Regions from separate parts of the Mus musculus genome. Here all the other regions are linked to region 3. The links are chromatin contacts, called in public Hi-C and promoter capture Hi-C maps. All regions are on one chromosome and are shown on one strand. Each heading gives the region's core, a stretch centred on a gene start, on an enhancer-like site or on the middle of the called end of the contact. The rest is flanking DNA. Distances are from core to core; before and after follow the strand shown. Region 1 holds the start of Tmed4 (transmembrane p24 trafficking protein 4). Region 2 has its middle 29 kb from the start of Zmiz2. Region 3 holds the start of Ewsr1 (Ewing sarcoma breakpoint region 1). Region 4 overlaps Nudcd3 (NudC domain containing 3).

Region 1 (2,700 bases), core at 26-2,525, 1.2 Mb before region 3:
GAAATCTTCAACAACAGCTCTGTGATTAGTTCAGTTAATCTAACAGAACTACCACAGTGCCTATTGGCTCTATGCCTCTGCCTCCCATTAAGACCTCTTTGAACTCCTTGAACTATGTTGCATCCTTTTAAACCTTTTTGTAAGGCTTCTCTAACACACACACACACACACACACACACACACACACACACACACACACACAGTCCTAGCTTGCTTTCTGTTGCTCTGATAAACACCACGACCAAAAGCAGAATGGGAGGAAAGCGTTTATTGGTTTCTGGGTTACAATCCATACCGAAAGAAGCCAGGGCAGGAACCCGTGGCAGGAATGTGGAGGCAGAAACTGAAGCAGCAGCTATGGAGAAGTGCTGCCTACTGGCTTGCCTCTGGCTTGCCTCTGGCTTTCTCAGCTACTTTTACTATACGACCCAGGACCATCTGCCCAGGGATGCTACCACCCATAGTGGGTTAGGCCCTCTATCAACTAACAACCAAGAAAATGCCCCATAGACAAGCTCACAAGCTAGTCCAATGGAGGCCAGTCCTCAGTTGAGGTTCCCTCTTCCCTGTTGTGTCAAGTTGACAGTCAATGCTAGGTCATACACATAGACATAATCACTATATGATATATAATGTATGACTTGATAGTAATTAAAACTGGATAAAAGAACCTGTTTCAGTTGGCGGTAGCTCAGTTGGTAGAGTGCTTGGCCAGCTTGCAAGAAGCTCCATCCTCAGCACCCAGCAGCGTCAGGTGTGATAATACACTGCTCAGGAGGCTGTGTAAACTAAGCTATCTTTGAATTTATTGTGACTCAATAAGTCCTGCAGTTGTGAAATGACACAATGTGTTCTCTTCTGTAGGGTGCTCAAAAGAAAGGTTTATTTTACTTCAGGTGCTGGGGACCAGAAGAACTCACGCTGTTCAGGTTAACCATCTCAAGTCGCCTAGCACCCTTCCCCGAAAAGTACGCTTGCTTCTCCTTACACAGAGCACAGGCGCAGAGAGGTGCCTAACAAGGGCAATCAAGCCTAAAGACAAGGGACAGAAGCCCTGGGCAGCTTCATTGGGCCGGCCTTTTCTCTCTGTAAGGCTAGTTTACGCTAGGGGACGCTCGGGCGCAGAACAATGCAAGCTTGGGGTCGGGTGTACAGCGGACCGGGTTTCGAAAGGGAGCTGAGGGACTGCGACACTGCGCAGGCGCATGTTCCGTTTCCAAGCGGGTGCGCAAACGCTGAGCAGTGCGCAAGTGTGCGCATGTGCAAGGTTGAGGCGCAATGGCAGGTGTTGGGGTCGGACCGCTGCAGGGGATGGTGCGATTTGGGCTGCTGGTGCTTACTGTGTGTGCTGCGTGTGCCCGTGGGCTCTATTTCCACATCGGCGAGACTGAGAAGCGCTGCTTCATCGAGGAAATACCCGACGAGACCATGGTCATCGGTCAGGGGGCTGAGGGTGGAGAGGCCCTTTGTTTTCAGCTGGCCCTTGGAAGCACCCCTCCTTCCCTGTCAGCTCGACCCCATCCCGAGGGTGCCTTGAGGGCACCAGCTCCCCTGCACAGTGCCCTGGGGCCACCTCCTGGGGGCTAGGTTGTGACTGTGTGTCTACTCTGCAGGCAACTATCGAACTCAGATGTGGGACAAACAGAAAGAGGTGTTCCTGCCGTCGACCCCCGGCCTGGGCATGCATGTAGAGGTGAAGGACCCGGACGGCAAGGTAAACCCCCACCACCTCGCTAAAAAGGTTCTAGCTGGCGCCAGCTGTCCGTTAATGTCTTTATGGGATGGAAAATACCGCCGTGGTCCTGAGAAAGTCCCCAGGTACCAGGTCCCGCATTTTAAGAGATCGTTGTAAAATTGGGGCTTGATGCGTGTTTGCAGGTTGTACTGTCCCGGCAATACGGCTCCGAGGGCCGTTTCACGTTCACATCCCACACACCCGGTGACCATCAGATTTGTCTTCACTCCAACTCCACCAGAATGGCTCTCTTCGCTGGAGGCAAACTGGTAAGAGGCTCATCAGCCTTAGAGTTTCTCACTTGATACCAAGGTTGATTTCTTGCTGTCTTTTCTTTTTTCTTTTAACTTTGCCTTTCTGGGGGCAGCAAGTGGGTACAGTTAGAACTGGATGTCCTTCTTCCTCATTCAGCCAGAGACAAGAATCAGACTCCATAGCGGTAACAGACGGTGGGTGGCACCCCCGTCATTTCGTCCTGTTTCCTTGTAGCGTGTACACTTGGACATCCAGGTTGGAGAGCATGCCAACAACTACCCCGAGATCGCTGCTAAGGATAAGTTAACAGAGCTCCAGCTTCGAGCTCGCCAGTTGCTTGACCAGGTGGAACAGATCCAGAAGGAGCAGGATTATCAGAGGGTAAGGGACTTGAACTTGGAGGCTGTACTTGACCTTTAAACCCACTGTGCAACGTGGCTGCTGGGGACTTCTCTACTCGGGAATGTGGGAGTTACCAGTCAGTCTACATAGGTGAGGTTTGGGTTTGCTTTTCTTTCCTCGATTTCTGTATATGTCTACAGTGGCAGGGTTGGACGTTAGGCAAGCTCTCTACCATTGAGCCACACCTCCAGTCATGTGTGTGTGTCTGTATTATATATCCGTATATAAAATGTATTATATTTATTTTAATGACTATATTATATATAAATACATATATGTGTATATAAGTTCTAAAAGCTTACATCACT
Region 2 (2,700 bases), core at 4-2,503, 1.3 Mb before region 3:
GTGCAGCCCACCACAGTCTGCATCTTTGTACTGAGAAGGCTAGGGTGAGTCCATGACAGACTTAAAACTGGCAGTTAAGGAGTCTAGGCCTAAAAAGTGAGCAAGTCCAGGCAAGCACAGGCAAGTCAATTACTTATAGAAAACACCCCAGGCTCCAGCCTTCCCATCCAGGTAACAGAATGTCCCAGCCGCCTGGCCTGAGGCAGGGAGAATGGGTCAGCAGCAGTTTCCAGACTCCCTCAGCTACTCCTCAGTAACAGTTCCCAGACCTCCCCAGCAAGTTTTCAGCCCCCATATCCTGGTAATGGAATGTCCATAGAGATGGACCCAACAGGTTACCATAGGGGTCACCTACCCGGAATTCCCTAATGTGCTTTACCTCAGGCATGCAGGCTCACTTGCTGTCTCTATCTTGGTAATGGGAAACCCAGCATGCTGGTCTTCAGAATAAAATACTCTGAGTTTGCACACTTCTTGAGTCTGGGAGACATTCTTCGGAGAATCAGGGACTCTTACCTTACCATAGCAGTCTCCCCACTTTCCCAGAACCCGGAGAGTCCCTATTTTTCCACGCCTGTCATTAACTGCCTCCCTTATTCCCTCAGGGCCTGTGGGCAAGGCTGAGAGAGAGCGCAGTCCTGGCCTGCATCCTTCCTGACTGCTGTAGTGGAGAGTGGAACAGCTGTCATCCGTTTTCTACTTCCTTTCTCTAGGCCACCCTGGACTGTGTTCCTTCCATCCTGTTAATCTTTAGTTTAATATTTATTGACCTTTATGATTTATTTTATAGGTGTATGTCTTTGTGCCTGAGTTTATGTGTACTCTGTCCTGTGTGCTGTGCTCATGGAGGCTAGAGGGCACGGGATTCCTGGGGCTGGTAATGTGGATAAATTGAACCCAACCTGGGTCGTCCTGAGGAACACTTAGTATTCTTAACCGTTGAGCTATTTCTTTACCTCACTGTTCTCTCCTTTCATGCTGATTTTCCTGGCTTCAATTACCTTCGGAGGTCCTGTGTCTAAATGCAAACTGCTAATGTCCTGAATCTTTAGTCTTCTGATTGCCTTCATCCCTTAACCTGCTGCTCCCTACCCACGCCTGGCCACACGCTCCAGCTGCATTGCTCTCTGTGCTGCCCCCTGCTGCTGGAAACGAAACGATGCACGGAAAACTCACTTTATAAGGACAGCCCGACATCTCGCCCAGGCTGTTCACTATTTCCTGTCTTACCGGAAGCCTGTGCTGGAAACCCCAGGGCGTTTCCCAATAGTCAGGTCGGGCTGCTTAGCAAGCAGTATACATGCACTGTTTTATCTAACTTCACTGTAAGGTGCTCTCTCTTCCTCTCCCTCTGTCTCTTTGGTTTTTTCGAGACAGGGTTTCTCTGTACAGCCCTGGCTGTCCTGGAACTAACAGGTCTGTAGACCAGGCTGGCCTTGAATTCAGAAATCCACCTGCCTCTGCCTCCCAAGTGCTCAGATTAAAGAAATTCGCCACCACTGCCTGGCAAGGCTCTCTCTTTTTAAAAAAGAATTATTCGTTTATTTATTTTTATTTTATGTGTATGGTTCTTTTGTCTGCTTGTATGTCTGTGTAGCATGTACATGCAGAATTCAGATCCCCGGAACTGAAGTTACAGGCAGTTGTTAGCTGCCATGTGGGTGCTGGGAATTGAACCAGTATCCTCTGGAAGAGCAACCAGTGCTCTTAACCACTGAGCCATCTCTTCAGCTCCTCCCTCCCCCAAAAGTTCTCAAAGGCAAAAATGTTATTCTTCTTTCTTAGTACATTCTCCTACTTACTAATGTCTGTCAGCATCCTTAAAAAGCCAACCACTTACCAGCTAACCCTTGCCCGCTCACTCAGCAGCCAAGATGTGATATGATATCTTCATCCCTCCCTAGCTGGTTAACGGATCTGTTTTTACAGACAAGGCAATGGACAAGCAATGTTGCCATCTTTCTGAGAAAGGAAGAATGGTATTGGGTGATGGCTCAGAATGACACTGGGAAAATCCCAGCAAGACCATTGACAGATACTGATGTGGTCCTAAGTGAGAGACGTGAAGCCGGAAGACTGAGAACTTCAGGCCATTGCAATAGTTTGAATGAAAATGGTCCCATAGGCCCATAGGGACTGGTACTGTTGGGAGGTGTGGCCTTGTTGGAGGAAGTGTATCACTGGGGGCAGGCTTTGTGGTCTCAAAAGCTCAAACCAGGCCTAGCGTGGGCTCACTGACTCTTCCTGCTGCCTGTGGATCGAGACGCAGAACTCTCAGCTACTCTTCCAGAATCATGTCTGCCTGCACATGACAATAATGGACTAACCCAGCCCAATTAAATGTTTTCCTTTGTAAGAGTTGCTGAGCTCATGGTGTCTCTTCATAGCAATAAAACCCTAACTAAGACAGTCTTCCTTGATTACAAAGAAAGTTCCACCATCTCTGCGACAGGGAAAGAGGGGGTTTGGGGAGGTAGAGGCTGATCTCGGTGGTGGTTTGAATGAGAATAGCCCCATAAACTCATATTCACATGCGTAGTCACCAGGGAGCGGTACTATTTGAAAGGATTAAAGGGATTAGGAGGTGTGCCCTGGGGGTGTGCTTTGAGGTTCTAAAGTCTATACCAATTCCAGAGTCTCTCTGTTGCTATTTAAAAACATCTATTTTTCTAAGCAAGGGTTAAATCTAAGTTACATATA
Region 3 (2,700 bases), core at 66-2,565:
AAGCCGTAACACTCCTGCAACCATATCTTCAATTAATAAAACGTAACTTGTAAGAATCCAATAATGAATCCAGCTGCTCCTCCTAGAACACAATACACGCCTTTCTCCCCTTCAGATTCCGACCGGCCTCTAGTGAGACACTATGAGTGGCGAACTAACAGACTCGGACGCCTGGATCTCTCACCTGAAGGTGATTTTACATAAAATGGGGAACTGGGGGGCTACACATCGGGCTCCCAGCTCCCTTCCCTGCCTGCCCCGGGCCAGAAGCTCCGGCATTGAAGCCACGCCCATCCTCAGAAGGGTGCGACACGCCTACTTCTCCCACATGGACCCTGGTTTCTTCCGAGTCCTCGCCCGCCATGCTAATGTTTGTCTGTGTCTGTCCACTGTGTCAGTAACTCTCAGAAAAGCAAAACCAAAAACCCCACCAATCGCCAACAATCCGCCTCAGTGTCTTTCTGGAGCCCTTGTCAGAGACCTCAGAGCTATGCATATCACACCCTGCCTACCTTGCAGGGAAGCCAGGAGGACAGAGTGGGAAGGCAAGGACAGTGTGGCGAAGCTTCCGGGCGGTGTACAGAGAGGGGAGGCCCGGGGTCTGGGTCGCATTCAGCTTTGTAACTTTAAGGAAAGAACTCAATTTCGTGGGTTCTGGGTTTTCTGTTGAAACAAGGGGATGGGTTGAAGGACGATCACAGGGCTTCTCAACCCCGACCGTTACTGGGGTCGGGCGCGGCATTCCCGGCCTCCCTCCCAAGCCGACGGCCCTCGGTCCCCTCCCCCGCCCGCTCAGGCCACGCGTCCAGGGGCCTGGGGAGCATGTCCTCCCACCCCCACCCACCCTAGAAAACCGAGCAGGGGGGCCCGCCCGGTAAGTCCGGCCGCCGGTTCCAGGCCGAGCCCTCGGTGCCCGAAACCCGCTGCACGCACACAGAGGCGCGTGATCCCGCCCGCCGATTAGTCAGCAGTTGTTTCAGGCCGGCCGGGATCCCTTCCCCCAGCCCTCCCGCCAGCCTCCGTCTCCCTCCAGGGCAGACTCTTCAGAGACGGTCCCTAGAGCCAGCGGGCGTAACCATTCCGAGCCACCGCGCCTCGCGCCAAGGAGCTCTCGGGTTCGTGGGTAACCCTCGCTCACTGGCGCGCTGGCCCCCGAGGCGCCTTTTTTTTTTAGACCACTCGTCACGTCCGGCTCTTTGGGAGAGGATCGGGTCAACGGTTTCGGGAGCGAAGAGCCGAAGAGCTCCGGTTCGCTCCTCTTCGGCCACCCCCGAGGCCTGGCCCGATGGTAGCGTCCGAGGTTGCGGGTTTCGCGCCTGCGCAGTGCGGCGCCTAGGGGGAACGCGAGAAGGAGACGGACGTTGAGAGAACGAGGAGGAAGGCGAGAAAATGGCGTCCACGGGTAAGCGGAGTGGGATCGCGGTCCCGCCGGCGACAGCTGGGACACCCAGACTGGGAGGCGCTCGTCTCTGGGGGTGGCAGGGATGACTGAGTGAAGTCGCCGAAAGGGGTTGGAGTTCCCGCCGCGGCCCGACGAGCTCGGGGGTGGGGGTGGGGGATCCGCGTTCCCTTCCCCTCCCCCACTAGGCGGGCTGGTTCTGGAACCTTTTGGCGGCCGCGTTGCGCGCGAGGGCCTCGCGGTAGCTGAGGCGTGCAGAGCCCGTCCAGGCCTCCTTTGTGTGGTGGTTGTCGGGGCCGGGTGCTCCGGGTCTCTCGCCACGTGGGCCGGGCCTAGGGCCTCCGAGGGCCCGAAGGGGACCGCGGCTGGGCCTGGAGCCCATCACCCCGAAGGCGCGTGAAGCGAGGTGTCTGATGGCGGCTCGAGAAGCCGTGGCCGGTTTCCCGTGGAACGTCTCCTCCCATCGCTAGCCCCAGGGCAAGTGTTTACTGTGTAGGGACTCAGAAAAACAAACAAAAAGCCGTCGCGAATGTGTAAGCTGAGGGGCGCCGGCTTAAGAGGGGAGCCCCATTATCCCCCAGGCCTGGCCCGGCCCGACCAAGCTGCCCCCTCGGAGGACCTAGTTGGTTCCCCTAAATCTTCGTGCTCCCCACTCAAGAGGCTTCGATTTAATCATGAGTTAACTCCACCTCCTTCCCTACCCAAAAAGCAGTGGCTTCCCAGTGTCCTTTTCTCAGCAACCGGCGCGGGGGATCGGTTGTATAACAAGGTCCGTCTGGATCCGGAGAGGAGACTCTTTTCCAGAAAGAGATTTCTAGCAGCTTTGATCCAGGAGAGGCAGAAAAGCCTCGGCACGCCACGTTTCTGTAGGCCTGCTCGTTAAGCTAGCCGGCTGATTTATTTCTTGGCCCTATTGAGGCCAGGGGAAGAGACCCATAGCGGATTTTGAAAGTCCAGGGCGGGAACTCTAGAATGTGATGGTTATGTTGTGGTCCTTACCGAGAGAATAAGTGTAGCCTAGCCCTCACCTGCAGTTTAGAATACAGTTAACTGGCACAGTGGCGGGTTTTTTGTTTGTTTTTGTTTTTGCTTCTAGCGGAATCTAGGGTCTGGTGATGTGGCCTTGGAGGCAGGAGGAGAAAACAAGTGGGGGTGACAGGAAAAGCTCTGGGTTCTTCATTTGGCTTAGGAAAGCTTCCAGCATCACAATTTGACGACGCAAACGATGTAGTTAGTAAACAGCTTGCTTTTGGTACCAGGCTACCCAAAGTGTCCCTAAGAGAAGACTGAGATACGACTAC
Region 4 (2,708 bases), core at 113-2,612, 1.1 Mb before region 3:
CTGATGGGTATAACAGGCCTGGAGTGACTCTTGTCCTTGGACAAGGGTGGGTGCTGCGTAGCATGTGCTAAGAGGTAGAAATCTAGAGAGTAAGTGGAACACTAGGAGGCGAGGGGCGTTCACGTGTCACCTTAGATTCTGCACTCTGTGGAGCTTTCCTGCTGTTTCATCTTGCAGACAAACTCACCTTGAAATTGCTGCTTTAAAAGGAAGCTCAGACACCAGCCATGAGGGCCTGATTAAATCACACTAGGAAGACTTGGCTTTCTAGCAGGCGCTTGATAAGTTACTCTTGAGCTAGGAACCTGTTGTCTAGCCTCACTGGCTTTTCTGGTACTAGGATTGCAGGTATAATGTTGTTGGTGTTGGTTTTGCTTTTCATTTTTTTAAAAATTTGGCAGCTTATTTGTTTTTTGTTTTGTTTTTAAATATCACAGTGAGACTTAGCAGGCTTTGTTTTTAGGAAACAGTAGCTTGTGGTTTTTTGATATTGAAGCTGTATCAGAAGGGTCTTGGGGTGGAGGTAAAAGTAACCTGAAAAAAAAAATGTGTTCAGACACATACACGCGCGCGCACGCACACACGCATGTGTGTTGCGAGTGCAAGATTGCTTTTTTTCATAAAGCGTTTGTTAGGTAGAATTTGAAGTAGAAGTCACAGTGGGCATAAGAGTGCAGGACTCCCGACAGCCTCACTGTCTGGCCTTCTCCCCTGTCTTCTGTTATTTTGAAACGATCTGCCTCATAATATTTCATCTTAGTGTTTTCAGCAAGTGTTTAAACTTTGTTTCCTTCTGATGGTGTATGCTTTTTTTGAATCTGACTATAAAAACCCCGCAAACACCAACGGCTCAGAATTGACAGTTTCTTCTCCCTGTCCCGAAGGTAGTGTGCAAGGCCCTGGGTTAATTCCACAGAAGCGTTTTTAAAGAAGGAAGAGAGAGAGGGGGAGAGGGGGAGAGGGAGGGGAAGAGGGGGAGAGGGGGAGAGGGGGAGAGGGAGAGAGGGAGAGGAGAGGGAGAGGGAGAGGGAAAGAGAGAAGAGAAAGAAATCAGGCTGTTTGTTGGGCTTGCCACTGTGACTTTTACTGATTGTTAACTGTGAGCTGGTTCAGCATGTCCTCTGTCCTATTTCTTGTAAGTCACAGTTGGATTAAGGGTAACATTTTTAAAGTTACAAGGCTATGTAATGGAAATAAATTGTTCTTCCTGGAGACAATTTGTTCATAGTGTTTTTTGTAAAATTTATTCGTGTGTGCATATACTTTGCCTATAATACCCAGTACATGTGTATACACAGCACATCTGTGACTGTTGACTTTGCCACATCCCCTAAATGTGCTCTGATCGCTCAGGCTTGATAAACGGCTGGTACTGACTTGGTGCTTTCTGTTGCCAGGCACCCTCTCCTTAGCACACATGTGCGTTTTTATAGTCCTTAAAATGACCTGGGGTAGGACTGTTGCTCTCCTAGCTTGCAGTCCAGAGAAGTGGCTTGTGCTCGCGTTGCTGCTGAGGGTGTCATCTGGGCCTTTTCCCCCTGGAATGGCTGGCCCCAAGGTTCTGCACTACTGTTGAACTTACCCTCACTGGGGATGCAGAACGGAAATTGCTGGGCCCCTTCACTGTCTAATAGGTCTGGGTGTGGTTTGTATATCTTGTGAATTTTCAGAAGCTTTTCAGTGACTGACACGTAGTAGCCAGGGTTTTTCTTGACTGCTATAGAGTATTACACCCTATGGATTAGAGTCATTGGAGTCATTATCTAATGGGTCCCTGGGGTGGGGTGTATTTAAGCTGTTTACAGGATGCTGGTGTCACAGATGCTGCTGCAGCGAATATGCTTGTGTGTGTTTCTTGGAACATGTGTACGCGTATCAGTTGGGTGAATTCCCAGAACAGGAATTACTGAGTCAGAAGGGTTTTTAAATTTTGATGGCTGTTGCTGAATTGGCCCCCGAGAGTCTACCCATTTGCTCTCACTGCCAGTTTGCATGAGGGAACCTTATCCCCTTCCAGCCTCCAGGAGAGGCATAGGCTCAGGTCTGTGCTGCTCTTACCTGCTCTTTAAGTGCCATTTTCTGCTGACCTACCTTAGGGTTTCATTTGTTCTTGTGGATGGTTTTCTGTTACTTACAAACACGAAACTATATATTTCTTTTGTTTGGAAAAGATTCTGATGGATTTCTAACACATTTTAACACTTGGTAAGAGTCATGTTTAATCATTTTCCCTAGACTTTACTTTATAGGAATTAATTTTTCTATATGGAATTTGATTGAAAGTTTTACAGGGACCTTCAGTTCATGTTTTGGAACAGGACGGGCTGATAGCTTTATATATATTTTTTTCAACCTAAGAATAGAGCATGTCTTTAAGGTTTGTGTGGAATTTTAATGTGTTTTTTTCCAGTAGAGAAACTGGAAATGAGACTTGTATCTCTTCTTGGCTTCTAAGTCTTTTACTTAATTTTGTTTGGTTTTGTAGGTATATAGACTGTTTAGTATTTATTATGTTTAGTGATAAATTATATTTTATTACTATATAATGACTGTCTTTAGTAGTAAATTATATGTATTTTTTTGCACTTAGAATTTTAAATGTAAGTGTATTTTTCTCCCTGTCAAGCTTGTTGCCAGGCAACTGAAAGGATGGAGCTGACAATCACTAAAGCACAGGAAGGAAGGCTTCTGTGGGAGATGGGGGTGGG

The links. Promoter capture Hi-C pulls out the DNA fragments that hold promoters and counts their contacts. A called contact is a pair of places that touch in the nucleus more often than the background predicts.
Region 1: a contact with region 3 is called in a promoter capture Hi-C map of second pharyngeal arch cranial neural crest. The contact joins the promoter of Tmed4 here to the promoter of Ewsr1 in region 3. A contact is called at or near these places in 10 of 39 promoter capture datasets (the 3T3-L1 cell line, the C10 cell line, the HPC-7 cell line and 5 more), 10 of 115 datasets of contacts at active chromatin or transcription factors (the SCID.adh cell line, astrocytes, bone marrow-derived dendritic cells and 6 more) and 1 of 9 other capture datasets (adipose tissue).
Region 2: a contact with region 3 is called in a Hi-C map of B cells, with 8 read pairs. The contact joins the enhancer-like site here to the promoter of Ewsr1 in region 3. A contact is called at or near these places in 1 of 39 promoter capture datasets (pre-B cells), 1 of 484 Hi-C or Micro-C datasets (B cells) and 2 of 115 datasets of contacts at active chromatin or transcription factors (embryonic stem cells and epiblast stem cells).
Region 4: a contact with region 3 is called in a promoter capture Hi-C map of pre-B cells, with 4 times the contacts expected there. The contact joins the enhancer-like site here to the promoter of Ewsr1 in region 3. A contact is called at or near these places in 4 of 39 promoter capture datasets (the C10 cell line, erythroid cells, hippocampal neurons and 1 more) and 1 of 115 datasets of contacts at active chromatin or transcription factors (large pre-B cells).

Annotation. Positions count from the first base shown.
Region 1 is chr11:6,273,412-6,276,111 of GRCm38.p6, reverse strand. It overlaps Tmed4 (transmembrane p24 trafficking protein 4), which reads left to right and starts at 1,275. Exons shown (of 5, transcript NM_134020.1): 1 at 1,275-1,438; 2 at 1,614-1,714; 3 at 1,879-2,004; 4 at 2,225-2,371. The coding sequence starts at 1,279.
Region 2 is chr11:6,364,599-6,367,298 of GRCm38.p6, reverse strand. No RefSeq gene overlaps it. Among named protein-coding and RNA genes, the nearest start is that of Zmiz2, 29 kb to the left of the region's middle. Within about 2 kb of position 1,253, at least 150 of the 459 cell types and tissues checked have an H3K27ac peak or open chromatin away from gene starts, as enhancers often do. A contact at or near this core is called in B cells, embryonic stem cells and pre-B cells, where this site is marked.
Region 3 is chr11:5,097,711-5,100,410 of GRCm38.p6, reverse strand. Ewsr1 (Ewing sarcoma breakpoint region 1) reads left to right here and starts at 1,315. Exons shown (of 17, transcript NM_007968.4): 1 at 1,315-1,402. The coding sequence starts at 1,390. Rhbdd3 (rhomboid domain containing 3) reads right to left here and starts at 1,138. Exons shown (of 9, transcript NM_177370.4): 1 at 845-1,138; 2 at 513-663; 3 at 1-14.
Region 4 is chr11:6,183,440-6,186,147 of GRCm38.p6, reverse strand. All of the region lies in intron 2 of Nudcd3 (NudC domain containing 3), which reads left to right. Among named protein-coding and RNA genes, the nearest start is that of Nudcd3, 16 kb to the left of the region's middle. Within about 2 kb of position 1,362, at least 95 of the 459 cell types and tissues checked have an H3K27ac peak or open chromatin away from gene starts, as enhancers often do. A contact at or near this core is called in pre-B cells, where this site is marked.